2 separate regions of the Ovis aries genome follow, and region 1 is linked to region 2. The links are chromatin contacts, called in public Hi-C maps. All regions are on one chromosome and are shown on one strand. The core of a region is the stretch at or near the end of the contact, and the rest is flanking DNA. Distances in the headings are between cores, read along the strand shown. Region 1 holds the start of FHIP1A (FHF complex subunit HOOK interacting protein 1A). Region 2 overlaps FHIP1A (FHF complex subunit HOOK interacting protein 1A).

What was found. Hi-C and Micro-C count contacts between places; a contact is called where the count stands out from the background.
Region 1: a Hi-C map of muscle shows a contact between it and region 2, with 2.1 times the contacts expected there. The contact joins the promoter of FHIP1A here to the enhancer-like site in region 2. A contact is called at or near these places in 2 of 16 Hi-C or Micro-C datasets (liver and muscle).

Annotation. Positions count from the first base shown.
Region 1 is chr17:6,578,135-6,584,051 of ARS-UI_Ramb_v3.0, reverse strand. It overlaps FHIP1A (FHF complex subunit HOOK interacting protein 1A), which reads left to right and starts at 3,889. Exons shown (of 14, transcript XM_060400969.1): 1 at 3,889-4,135.
Region 2 is chr17:6,366,882-6,373,110 of ARS-UI_Ramb_v3.0, reverse strand. FHIP1A (FHF complex subunit HOOK interacting protein 1A) reads left to right here. Exons shown (of 14, transcript XM_060400969.1): 5 at 6,103-6,229. Among named protein-coding and RNA genes, the nearest start is that of GATB, 200 kb to the right of the region's middle. Within about 2 kb of position 2,705, at least 11 of the 54 cell types and tissues checked have an H3K27ac peak or open chromatin away from gene starts, as enhancers often do. A contact at or near this core is called in muscle, where this site is marked.

The sequences.
Region 1 (5,917 bases), core at 2,640-5,139, 210 kb before region 2:
CATTTTCATTTCATGTCCCTTCTCTCCTGTTTTCGGTCCCTTTTCTTTACTTTTAGGGCATAATGGAAATCTATGAATTTCGTATTTGCAGAGAGAGAACTAACATCCTTAAGTGGCTGCCAGGTGTCAGGTACCGTCCTTGATGCTCGACTACATTAACTCACATGCGTGTTATGCGCGTGTTAAGTCGCTTCAGTCGTGTCCGACTCTGCGACTCTATGAACCGTAGCCCACCAGGCTCCTCTGTCCATTGGGATTCTCCAGGCAAGAATACTGGAGTGGGTTGCCATGCCCTCCTCCAGGGAATCTTCCCAACACAGGAATTGAACCCACATCTCTTGAGTCACCTGCATTAGCAGGTGGATTCTTTACCACTAGCACCACCAACAACCTTAACATTTTATAAGCTGAAGAAATCAAAGATCATCCAAATCATGTGTCCTTTCTTTCTTGTCTTCCTTTTAACTTTCTTACTTTCACCCTCAGCCTACTCCTTTTGAAGTCTTTTCCATTCTTTTTTTAAAAAAGTGTTTCTTTTTATTTATTTGGCTTCACTGGGTCTTAGTTGTGGTATGTGGGATCTTTTATCTTCATTGTGGCATGCAGGGTCTTTAGTTGTGGCATGCGGGATCTAGTTCCCTGACCAGAGATGGAACCCGGGTCCCTTGCAGTGGAAGCTTGAATCTTAGCTACTAGACCACCAGGGAAGTCCTAAGTCTTCTCCATCTTTGTTCTGGCAGTTCCGTCCTTCCAGCTGTTAGGCCAAACCGCTCAGCATCCTCCTTGTTTTCTTTTTTATAGCCGAACATATTTGATAGAAATATTAAAATAGGGAGAGGGTGGGATGATTTGGGAGAATGGCATTGAAACATGTATAATATCATATAAGAAATGAATCGCCAGTCTAGGTTAGATGCAGGATACAGGATGCTTGGGGCTAGTGCACTGGGATGACCCAGAGGGATGGTACGGGGAGGGAGGTGGGAGGGGGTTCAGGATGGGGAACACGTGTACAGCCGTGGCGGATTCATGTTGATGTATGGCAAAACCAGTACAATACTGTAAAGTAATTAGCCTCCAATTAAAATAAATAAATTTAAATTTAAAAAAAAAGAAATATTAAAATAATCATTACAGTTCCTCTCACTGTGGAAGCCAGGGAGGGAAACCCCTTCTGTAACCAAAGTAATAATTTTTGATCATGCAACAATGCATTTTTGTTATTATGATCATAGGTAGAGACTGTATTTCAAAGCAGATTGATATAGATTTCAAAGAGGCCTGGACTTACAGAGTAAGTGAAATTTATTTAAATATAAAAGTTACCTCATATGCTGCTGGCATACTCATAGTCACAGTTTATAAAGTAAAAAACTAAACTGCTAAAGTCCGCTCTGAAATAGATGCATTTTCATTAATAGCTTCACTAGTTAGGTCTCTTCTTCTAAAACAGGGAGAAAGTCAGATATTTTGTAAGGAATAAACTCAGCATGTCAGCAACAAATTTCAGTTACTCCTTGTCCTCCACACTCCATATCCAGGCTTGGAGGATTCCCCTGTCAACTCACTCCATCCACTACCTCTGTCTCCCTGGCCCAGTCACTCTCCTCTTGCTCCTGGGTTATTTCAGTAGCCTCTCACTGGTCTCTGCGTCAGCCCTCACCCATGACTGCCCTCAACCCAGCAGTCAAAGTGATCCTATTACAAGGTGTCAGAAGATGTCACTTTCCTACACAAACCCTTCCAGTGGCTTCCAGCTCACTCAGCGTGGGGGCTTCCTTTGATCCATGTCACCTCTCCCTCTTCTCTGACTTCTTTCTGCCACAGTGGCCTCCAGGTTGCTCCCAGCACACTCAGGCATCCTGCCTCTGCCTCAGGGCATTTGTACTTGCTGTGCTTTCTGCCTCAAAAGTTATCAGCTCAGATATCTTGTTTCCCACCTCCTTCAGCCCTTTGCCCAAATATCTCCAGCAGCTTTCTTTGATCGCCTATTTAAGAGAACACGCTGCTTACTCCTATGTTCTGCCCCTGTCTATTTTTTCTCCACAGCATTTCTAATCATATGGCGTGAGTGTGTGTTCAGTCACTTCAGTTGTGTCTGCCTCTCTGCGACCCCATGGACCATGGCCTGCCAGGCTCCTCTGTCCATGGGATTCTCCAGGCAAGAATACTGGAGTGGGTTGCCAGTTCCTTCTCCAGTGATAAAGTATGAAGTGAGTGAAATGAGTGAAGTGAAGTCACTCAGTCCTGTCTGACTCTTTGCGACCCCATAGGCTGTAGCCTACCAGGCTCCTCCCTCAGTGGGATTTTCTAGGCAAGAGTCCTGGAGTGGGTTGCCATTTCCTTCTCCGAATCATATGGTAGTCCACATATTTTCTTTATCATTTGTGTCTCCTGCCTGGAAGGTAAACTCCATGAGGGTTAAAATTTTTGTTTTTGTTCTCTGCTGTGTCCCCAATCCCTAGGAGAATGCCTAGCATGGGAAAAACACTCTAGAATGGTTGAATAAATGATTCCCCCACATCCCAATTGTTAGAACAGGCCCTGACCTGCTGGGCAGAACTTCCTCGCTCCTATGCTTCTATCTCCCTGTCCTTCCGCAGCTTTTAGTTAGCCACCTGTCTTGCACTTGTTATCGGTGGAAGGTTGGTGACCCCTGAGAGTTATTTGCAGCAGATGCATCCCTGCTGCAGTCATCAAGAATAACAGTGGTGGTAGAGCTGGAAGTGTGAAGTTTTTGCATCCTCTGATTACTGAGGTTGCAAGAGAGAACCCGAAGCTAGATAGACTTGATTTTCGTTGTCACTGGATGCCATTCATCGAGAATGGAGGGAGGAAGATATACTTCCTCCAAAGGAGAATCTGGTGAGGCGCAAGCAGGATGTTGCGGGCAAGAAAAACCCCACATCCGCCTTTGCAAGCCATAGTTCGGCCCAACCCGCTCTGATTGCGGCTCACCTCAAGTTTCAGCCACACCAACCACAGGGCTCTGGAAATGCCAAGAGAGCCTCTAACCAGGAATTTGATTCCTCCTCCTGGATTAAAAGTTCAGAAAGCAGATCCTCGACTTTACCGTCCAAACAGGCAAGGAGCTTGGAAGGAGGAGGAATGGGGAGGAGGAGGTAGCAGTGCCAGCAAGACAACAGGCAGGGTCTCCGATGATACACACCAGCAAACATGGAGTCCGGTTCTGGAAAGGTCTGGGTTCTGGAAAGGCAGTGCCAAAGGCCATCGCCATACCCTGGGCGTAGGGAAATGGATTCCCAACCTGCTCTCTCATTTTCTGAGGAGTTGTGAGATGGGGAAGTTTCTTTTTGCTGTTGAACTGTCCAATTAAAGAGCCCTCATATTTGGGGGAAAACTGCCAGTGAACTGTGACACGTACACCTATACTCACAGGGTGCGTGTTGCATGGAGGTGTCTCACTTTCTCCACTCAGCAAAACCCAAGTAATGAGCCTTTTGGCACGATTGTAAATGTTGTGTGTGTGTGTGTTCGTGAAGTGGTGTAGTTCCAGCGATAGAGGAGTCCCCAAGGGCGAGGTGTCCTCCATTCCTCGGGGTTCAAGTTTCGGTGGAAACTTTCCCTCAGAGGCTCCGCCTCCTTCACCTTGGCAACGGGCGCCGGGGCCACGTCGCAGCCGACCCCACCCCTCTCCACCCCACACCTGGCGGCCACGCGCAGGGGGCAGGGGCGGAGGCAGGGGCGGGGCCTTCGAGGGGCGGGGCCGGAGGGGCGGGGCGGGGCCGGGCGCGCGCTCCCCCGGGCCGGCCTGGCAGGTTGGGCCCCTCCCCGGCCGAGCCCCGCCTGCGCTCCCGAGGGCGCGGGGTAGGGGGCGGGGGAGCCGGGGAGCGGCGAGACTCTGCCACCCGCTGACGCACCGTCGGCGAGTTGCGCTCGGACCTTCTCCCGCCTCGTCCTTTCACGGGGAGCCGCCGTAGACTTGGAGCCGGGCAGGGGGGAGCCGAGCAGAGATCTGCGAGCGTCGGCCGGCCCGGGAGCGGAGCGGACTGTCCCGGACCCGGCGAGGAGCCCGCTCCCCCTTCCTCGCAGCGTCCGGCGCGGGCAGCGGCACAAACTTTCTGCACTGTCCCCGCACCGCGCCCTCGGGAGGAGGAGCCGCGGCCCCTGACAGGTACGTGGCGCGCGGTTCTGAGACTTGCGCTTGAGGGGCTCTCTTGCTTTAGGGGTTGTGGGAAGCGGGAGAGCAGAAGCGCCTCTTCCTGAGCTCTCCGACCGGGAGGGAGGCGCAGGAATTGGGAGCGGGCCCTTGGGAATAGCCCAGACAAGGTCTCCGTGTCGGGCCAGGCGCGGCGGGGAGGAGGTTGGCTCCCCGAGCCGCGGGACCGGGCGTTACTCGGTGACTGATCCCGGGGGAGAGAGAGCTAGCTTGTTTTGACGGAGAAGGGTGGCATTAGGGCTCTCCACCCTTTTCTTGGTCCCTGGGGCCGGAGAGCTGAATCCTACGGGAGGAGCAGGCAAAGGCGAAGAGGTCTTGGGCTCAGTTTTCCTCTCTAGACCTTGTCGCTTTTATACCAGAGGCAGAGGCGGTGCCACTCTGAAGTTTGCAGTACTTGCCAGGTGTGAGGACTTACTCGTTGGGTGGCTTTTGCTCAGTTCCATCAAGTTCTCTAATGAAATTGCTTTCAAGTCGTAGTTATTATTGACGGTGATGATGATGGGTGTGTGTGTGTGTGTGTGTGCGTGCGTGCGTGTGTGTGTGTGTGTGTGTGTGTCCTGCTTCGACCTTAACAAAGGTCCTTTGTTATAATTCCACTTCTGCTCGGGAGTGGAACTGCTGTCCTATTTCAAGAGCCCAGCCAGAGCCAGGTGTTGATGGCAGGGGTAGGTAGCCTTGTTTCTGGGGACTTTGGGAATCAAGTGGGCAGGTCTAATGAATTAGCCCAGTTCTGTCCCACCCACTTGGATCCATCCATTCTTAATAGAGCCGAGTTTTGTTAATCCCAGACTCCTAATTTATCCTGCTGTGTTATGAATGGATGGATCCAACTGGGTGCACAGGGAATTCTTCCCAATATTCTGTAATAACTAAAATGGGAAAAGAATCTGAAAAAAGAATGCATATATGAATGTGTATAACTGAATCACTTTGCTGTACACTTGGAACTAACACAACATTGTAAATCAACTATATTCCAGTATAAAATAAAAATGAAACAAAAAATAGACCCAGCTTCCACCATTCAGCAGGTGCTGCAACCTTAGCCATCCAAGGTGAGGAATATTCCCAGTGGAAGAAAGGAAATAAAAACGGAGGAGAGATCCTCCTGAGGAGGAGGAGTGAGCAGTGCACACCACTTGTTGCTTCCCTGTAGACTGGGCCTACTGGAGGCCTTCTCTGGAAGGGGCCTGCTATCAAATTCATCTCATTAGGAAGTCAGCTGCTCTCTGCTAATAGCCACAGCAGCCCTGATGAAATTATGTAGGTCATTGAAAAATAATTCCTGCTTAATCACCTTTATCCTGTTGATTAGCGAGAGAAAAAGATTTCCTCTCCTTAATGTACCATGTCTGGTTGGCAGGGTAACCTGCCTGACCTCAAATTCACTTGAACACCTGGCCCTGGACAGGACATTTTCCCCTGAAACTGCCCAAACGTAGCGTACCACAGCCCAAGTCCACATTTGGAGAACTTTAGCGGTCTTCGCTGGACAGAAATCAAACAGGAGACTCAATCTGTACATTTACGGCTTAATGTGGCATACTTGTTGGATTTAGATAACCTTTCCAGGTAATTAAAAGCTGGTTTCTTTTAGTTCCAGTTAACCCCTCTCTGCCAGGTTCATAGAAATCGTTTCCATGTTTGTCTTGAAATAAAGTTTGGGGTCCCATTTGTCACTTGTCCTGTAGCTTTAGGAACAGGATTTAACTGTGTGGGGCAGATGGAAAAAACAAG
Region 2 (6,229 bases), core at 1,456-3,955:
TGTTTTTGCTGTGCTTGGAATTACAGGGGTCTCTGGAGTATTATTTCACAGATCATTACTCTTAAGTCTCTCCTCTAATAATGAAACTTTAGAAAAAAAATTATGTATACCTAACTTAAGGGTTATTGGAGAAGGAAATGGCGACCCACTCCAGTGTTCCTGCCTGGAGAATCCCAGGGACGGGGGAGCCTGCTGGGCTGCCTGTCTATGGTGTCGCACAGAGTCAGAGACGACTGAAGCGACGCAGCAGCAGCAACTTAAGGATTAGTTTACATATTATCTTATTGGCTGATGCTCCTACTGTGTTTCTGTGTTATAGTGATTACTACTCTGGTCCCAGGGAGGTATGGCATGTAGATATGGTTTCTGCTTTATCCTGTTTAATTCTAGATTTAGACACATCTCTATAGTTCGGAATTGAAGCCGACGTTAACCAAGTTCTGCAGGTACACATATATTATTAGGCTGTTCCCTTAATATAAGAAGAAATGATTGTGTAAAGGTCTCCCGTGGGAATAGGTGTGTACAAAATACCCTAAATTACAGGACACAGCTGCTAAGTAGTGAACAAGGACTGAATGGAAATTTGCTTTTGTTGTAGTTGATTTGGTACATTAAATGGAATTTGGCGTTAAGATCACTAAATCCTGTCCTCCTTCTCTGTGATGGAAAATGTTGCTTAGTAACTTGTTTTTCTTCCACAATGCCATTTTAAATTAGCATTCCAAAGGGTTTGGAAGTATGGATTGTATTCATATGACTTTCTTGAAATAACTAGGCTCTAACCAAAGTAGCATAAATAGTCATCTATTGTTACCTGAGTGTATATAAGACATAGAATGATAGTAAGGTGGAGTCAAAGCTAATCTTCTGTCAGAGAAACGTTTTTTATCATGAAGAATTTGTTGTCGTGTGGTGAGATTATGTGATTTATGTATATCTTTCATTCTGAAAGCATTTGAGCTTCCTATTTAGAATTTGTGCATGTTTGAAATTCAGACCCATTTTCGCTGAGTCGTAGGAGCCATCATTAAACCTAAGGATAGGAGTAGCTGATATCCCTTAATGGAAGAAATATGCTATTTATCTTATTGAGCTCTAATGATCCTCATAGTTACAGGTCAGATAACTTTGAAGTTAGGTTAAAAATTTAGCTGTGTTGGTCAGATGATAATTTGTATACCATTGCTCACACTGTTGATTTTTTGTGTATTTGTTTCTTTTTAGAATCATGATACATGATTTGGGCTTTTGATCCTTTTGTATTTATATCCTTATGTATATAAATTTACACATATTTTTATTATATTTACATTAAACAATGTAATATATGTAACACATATATATTAATTTTATATGTGAAACTTATAGATACGTAAATTTAATATATGTGAATTTGCACATAAATGTAAAATTTATGCAAATATATAAATGACTCCATATCTGTATGTATGCATGTGTATATATCTAGTATATATACAAAAGCTTGTATATGTTACAGTTGGTAGATCAGCAAATGCCTGGCTGTAATTGGAAAACCATTTACAGTCCCGTATTTGATCTTAAGAAAAGAAAGAAAGTAAAGTCGCTCAGTTGTGTCTGACTTTTTGCGACCCCATAGACTGTGGCCTACCAGGCTCCTCCGTCCGTGGGATTTTCCAGGCAAGAGAACTGGAGTGGGTTGCCATTTCCTTCTCCAGAGGATCTTCCTGACCCGGGGATCGAACCAGGGTCTCCTGCATTGTAGGCAGATGCTTTACTGTCTGAGCCACCAGGGAAGCCTTTGATCTTAGCTGGCGTATATAGTGAGCATGGGCTTTATCGGGGGTTGATTCGGTTTGTTCAGTGGTATTTGGCCTAACAAAAGTGAAAGTGAAGTGAAAGTCGCTCAGTCGTGTCTGACTCTTTGCAACCCCATGGACTATACAGTCCATGGAATTCTCCAGGCCAGAATACTGGAGTGGGTAGCCATTCCCTTCTCCAGGGGATGTTCCCAACCCAGAGATCGAACCTAGGTCTCCCACATTGCAGGCAGATTCTTTACCAGCTGAGTCTACAAGGGAAGCTGCCTAACAAAGCGAACTTGTTTAGTAAAGGAAATGTTTGTAAAGTATATTTTCCTGCTTGGATCTCTCCGCCCCCATAATTGTGTTTTCCTCCCGTAAACTGAATCCTTGAGACGAAGCACATATGGCTGAGGAAGAGCCAGGGCTGGGGAGTTGGAGGCAAGGCTGAGAGTGTAAGAGGGTTAAGCAGGGGAGTGGGTCAGGGCCCTGTGAGCAGCAGGGATCCGCAGCAGGTGAGTGGAACTGGGCAGCAAGCAGAAGCGGGGGCCCGGGAATGTTGGAGTTTGGTGGGAGTGATGTGAGAAGAGGGCACATAAGGAAAAGATTGAAAGGTCAAGGTCACAGCAGGAATCAGCCGACAGAACCCGAAAGGGCTCAGAGCCCACCTGGACGGCTGACCTGGGACATCGGAACAGAGGCTCCTGGCTGTTTCCGTGCCAGTTGTACTCTGGCCGGGAAGCTTCCTGGGCATTCCCTGTCAGGGTGGGAACCAGGCGCAGGGCGTGGCCCGCAGAGCCCACTTGTAAAAGCAGGTCAAGGGTGTGTCTGCCTGAAAGGGAAAGGGAGGTGGCCCGGGAGCGTCCTGACACCTGGAAGAGGGAGGCTAAGGACGAGCGGCAGCACAGGCAGAATCAGCACTTTGCTGAGCTTGTGACTCAGGGCCCTGGCTGTAACACACCAGTCTTTCGGGCAGTGAAGCCTCCAGGCCAGACTGGGGAATGAGGCGAGGGCCCTGTTCCAGACGACCAGCAAACCTTTTCTTTCTTTGTGGGGCTATCACAGCTCTGTTCTCATGTTCCTCTGCCCATGAACCCAGAAGGTGGTGTAGAAGAGCTTCTGTAAAGGGGATACAGAGAGAGCTCTCCATGTAGAAGCTGCTGTGTGCCTTACATTCTGTATAAAAATCTCAGTTCTCTTTTGTGGGTTTTTCGTGGCCCCCTGCCCACCAAAAGTAGGTCTGTTTGCAGAGGAGTGTCTTGAAATAAGTAATATAAATGAAGATTAACCCATGAGAAAAGTGTGGCTTGTGATCGTGTAAATAGTTTTGCTTTATATTTACATATATACATTTAGATACTTTATAAATATTTAAAGGCATGCATATAGAATAAACACATATGCATATATGAAAATTTATACTGGTTAGGAGTTTCTGTTCATTACTGTTTTAACTCAGCGTTTGGTCCTTCTTTTAGACAAAAGAACAAAATTACTTTGTTTTTATTTTTACTTATATTATGAAATTAGATCAATTTATAGAAAAGAAGAACTAATTAACCTTACAATCTCATTATATCTTCAAACTCATTTCTAACTGTGGGTCTATTTGTCAATATATTTAGTTTTTAACAAGTTATTTTTCCTTATCTATTGGATATAATGATATGATTCACTTCGTATTTATTTTTAATAGCATTAGTGTATGGTGATGTAACATTGTGATTATAACTCTCTTATTCTTGACCATTTGGGTCAATAATGGTTTTAGTTTTCATTATTGAAAATATAGCCTGGGTAAACATTTTAAAACAAATTATCTTTGTGTTGTTTCCTTGAGGCATTTTCCCCAAAGTGAGATTAACAAGTGAAAGGGCAGGAACAACGTTATGGCTTCTGTTACATGTTGCCAGATTGTTTTCTAGAAAGTCGGCACTCATTTGCAGCGCCACCGTCAATGTATAATGCACTGTGCCAGTTTAAGATAGTTTAGACGGTCTAAGCACACATGAGAAGTATAATTACATTTCTACCCCGAGGCCTTGCTGTATAGATAGCTCTCATAAGTAAACTCAATATGTGAACTTTGAAATTATCGAATTAATTTAAGTATGGAGCTAATTTGCTCTTTAGAATGTGGAGCCTTATAGGGGGCTTTGGGGCTGGAGAGCATCCTGTATCGAGGTGGTGCCCCCTTTTGGACGAGTGTGGTACTGCGATCCCACACTGTGAGACTGTCGAGGCCAGAACCAAAGGGGGACCACAGACCCCAGTGTTTCTCACAGTGAGGTCCTCAGGCTTGTGAGGAGTCCTGGAGGGCTTCGTGGAGGCTGGGGGAGAGGGGCACTCTGCAGTCCAGGCAGCCAAGAAGAGGCGATGGCCACTGGGAAGGCCTAGGCCACAAGTCCCTGAGCTGTGCATGTCCCAGGTAACTGCTAACCACAGCCTTCCTCATTGAAACTGTCAACTCAGGGGTGTTGGGGGCGATGTTTTCGGCATCACCCTGGCAGTATTTTTAATTTTATAATGGAAGCCGATGGAGATTACAGATTCTGTAGAAATTTATTCATCCACAAGGATAACTAGCCTAGTCTATAAATGTTCTTTTACTCTGCTTCAGAAAGGGGAAAATCTTAGACTTTTCCCTGAGAAATAAATTTCCCTCATTGCTCATGCCTGCTGACATAGCCTTGTGCTTCTGCCAGTTTCCGCAGTGACTTGCAGAAATTCTATAACCTAAATACCAGAACACGTAACGGCATGTCCTAGAACTGGGCCGGGAGGGTGAGACCGAAGTGAAACATATTCCACAGAGCGTGTGGTTCAGAAAGGCAAAAAGGAGCAACTGAAAGTCATTGATAAAATGCTTGAGAATTAACGTGTATACATTTTAAAGGACGTGAATTGAATGGATATTTATCTTAGAAATTCCAAGTCATAACGTTTAATGGAGGCTGAGATATAAAATTTGTTTTAATTTTCAGGTACCAAAATAGAAGTTAAGTATTGGTGGGTGGAGAGAGGTGGTAAGCGTTAAAAGGCCATATACCCAGACTGTCGCATGAGATGGTTTATTTTTTAATTTTCAGTAATTTTTTTCAGTACATGTAAATACATAAAACAAACTCTGCCATCTTTATCTTTTTCAGTCAGTAGCATTAACTACATTCACAGTGTTGTGCATCCATTACTATTATTTTCAAACCTTTCTCACTACCCCAGACAGAAGCGCTGTGCTTTAGGGATTTATTTTGTAATTGATTATCTCAAAATTTTTTTTCTGGCTTAAAAAAATACACAATTCAAACTCTTCACGCTTAAAATTTCAACGTATGCCATATGTTAGGGGATTCTTCTAGGTACGTGTCTCAGGGTCATCAGTTTCCTCTCCTCCTTCCTGCTGACGCCTGCTTTGCTGAAGACGGTGCCGGTCAAAGAGGGCAGGGAGGGCTGCTGTTCTGTCGGGGACATGTGAGGAGCTGCATTCTGCTGCTGAAAGCTTCAAATCAATGCTATTTGTAGGAGAACAACGGTAGTTCTGCTTATTTAATGTATTTTAAAATTTAAAGGCCCTATTATGTTCTTGACAGCTTAAAAAAAAATCAGAACTTGTCATTACTTTGAACACAACAGCTATTACTATTTTTATGTATTATTTTTAGTCTTTTTTAACTTTCATGGTTTTGACGTAGTTGATCATGATGAGTCTAATTGTATACAATTAGCTTATTTTTTCATTTAACATATCACTTAACAGTTTTTTTAAAAATGTTGCTCAGTAGTCTTCATAGTAATAGGCCTAGGAGTGTATGTAGCTTAATTTATACAACCATATCACTTTCTTTGACATTTCGGTGGCCAACATGTGTAACTATGATAAACGAACAACTTCAAACATCTTCCTTCTGTAGTTTTTAACCCCTTCATTTTATTCTCATGAGAGGGAGATGCAGACGGCTCACATATCTTTTCTCCCCAAACTTTAAACTTTTTACTTTGTATTGGGATGCAGCCGATTAACAATGTTGTTGTAGTTTAGGTGAACAGTGAAGGGACTCGGTGGTGCATATGCATGTGTCCATTCTCCCCTAAACCTCCCTCCCCTCCAGGCTGCCGCATGACACTGAGCAGAGTTCCACGTGCTATACAGTAGGTCCTTGTTGGCTATCCCTTTTGAATATAGCAGTTGCTCACATATATCTTGTTAGGGGCCATGGCTCTTGCATTTTCCGTGAAGGTTTGGTACAGTCAGCAGTGGTATGTTTTCGTAAGCTATGATAAACAGCAGATGGATGACACGCACTTGATTTGGTTACAGGTTGTGAAAATCTTAGAGAAGCATGACCCCTTGAAGAACACCCAGGCAAAGTACGGGTCCATCCCTCCAGATGAGGCCAGCGCTGTCCAGAACTATGTAGAGCACATGCTCTTTTTGCTGATTGAGG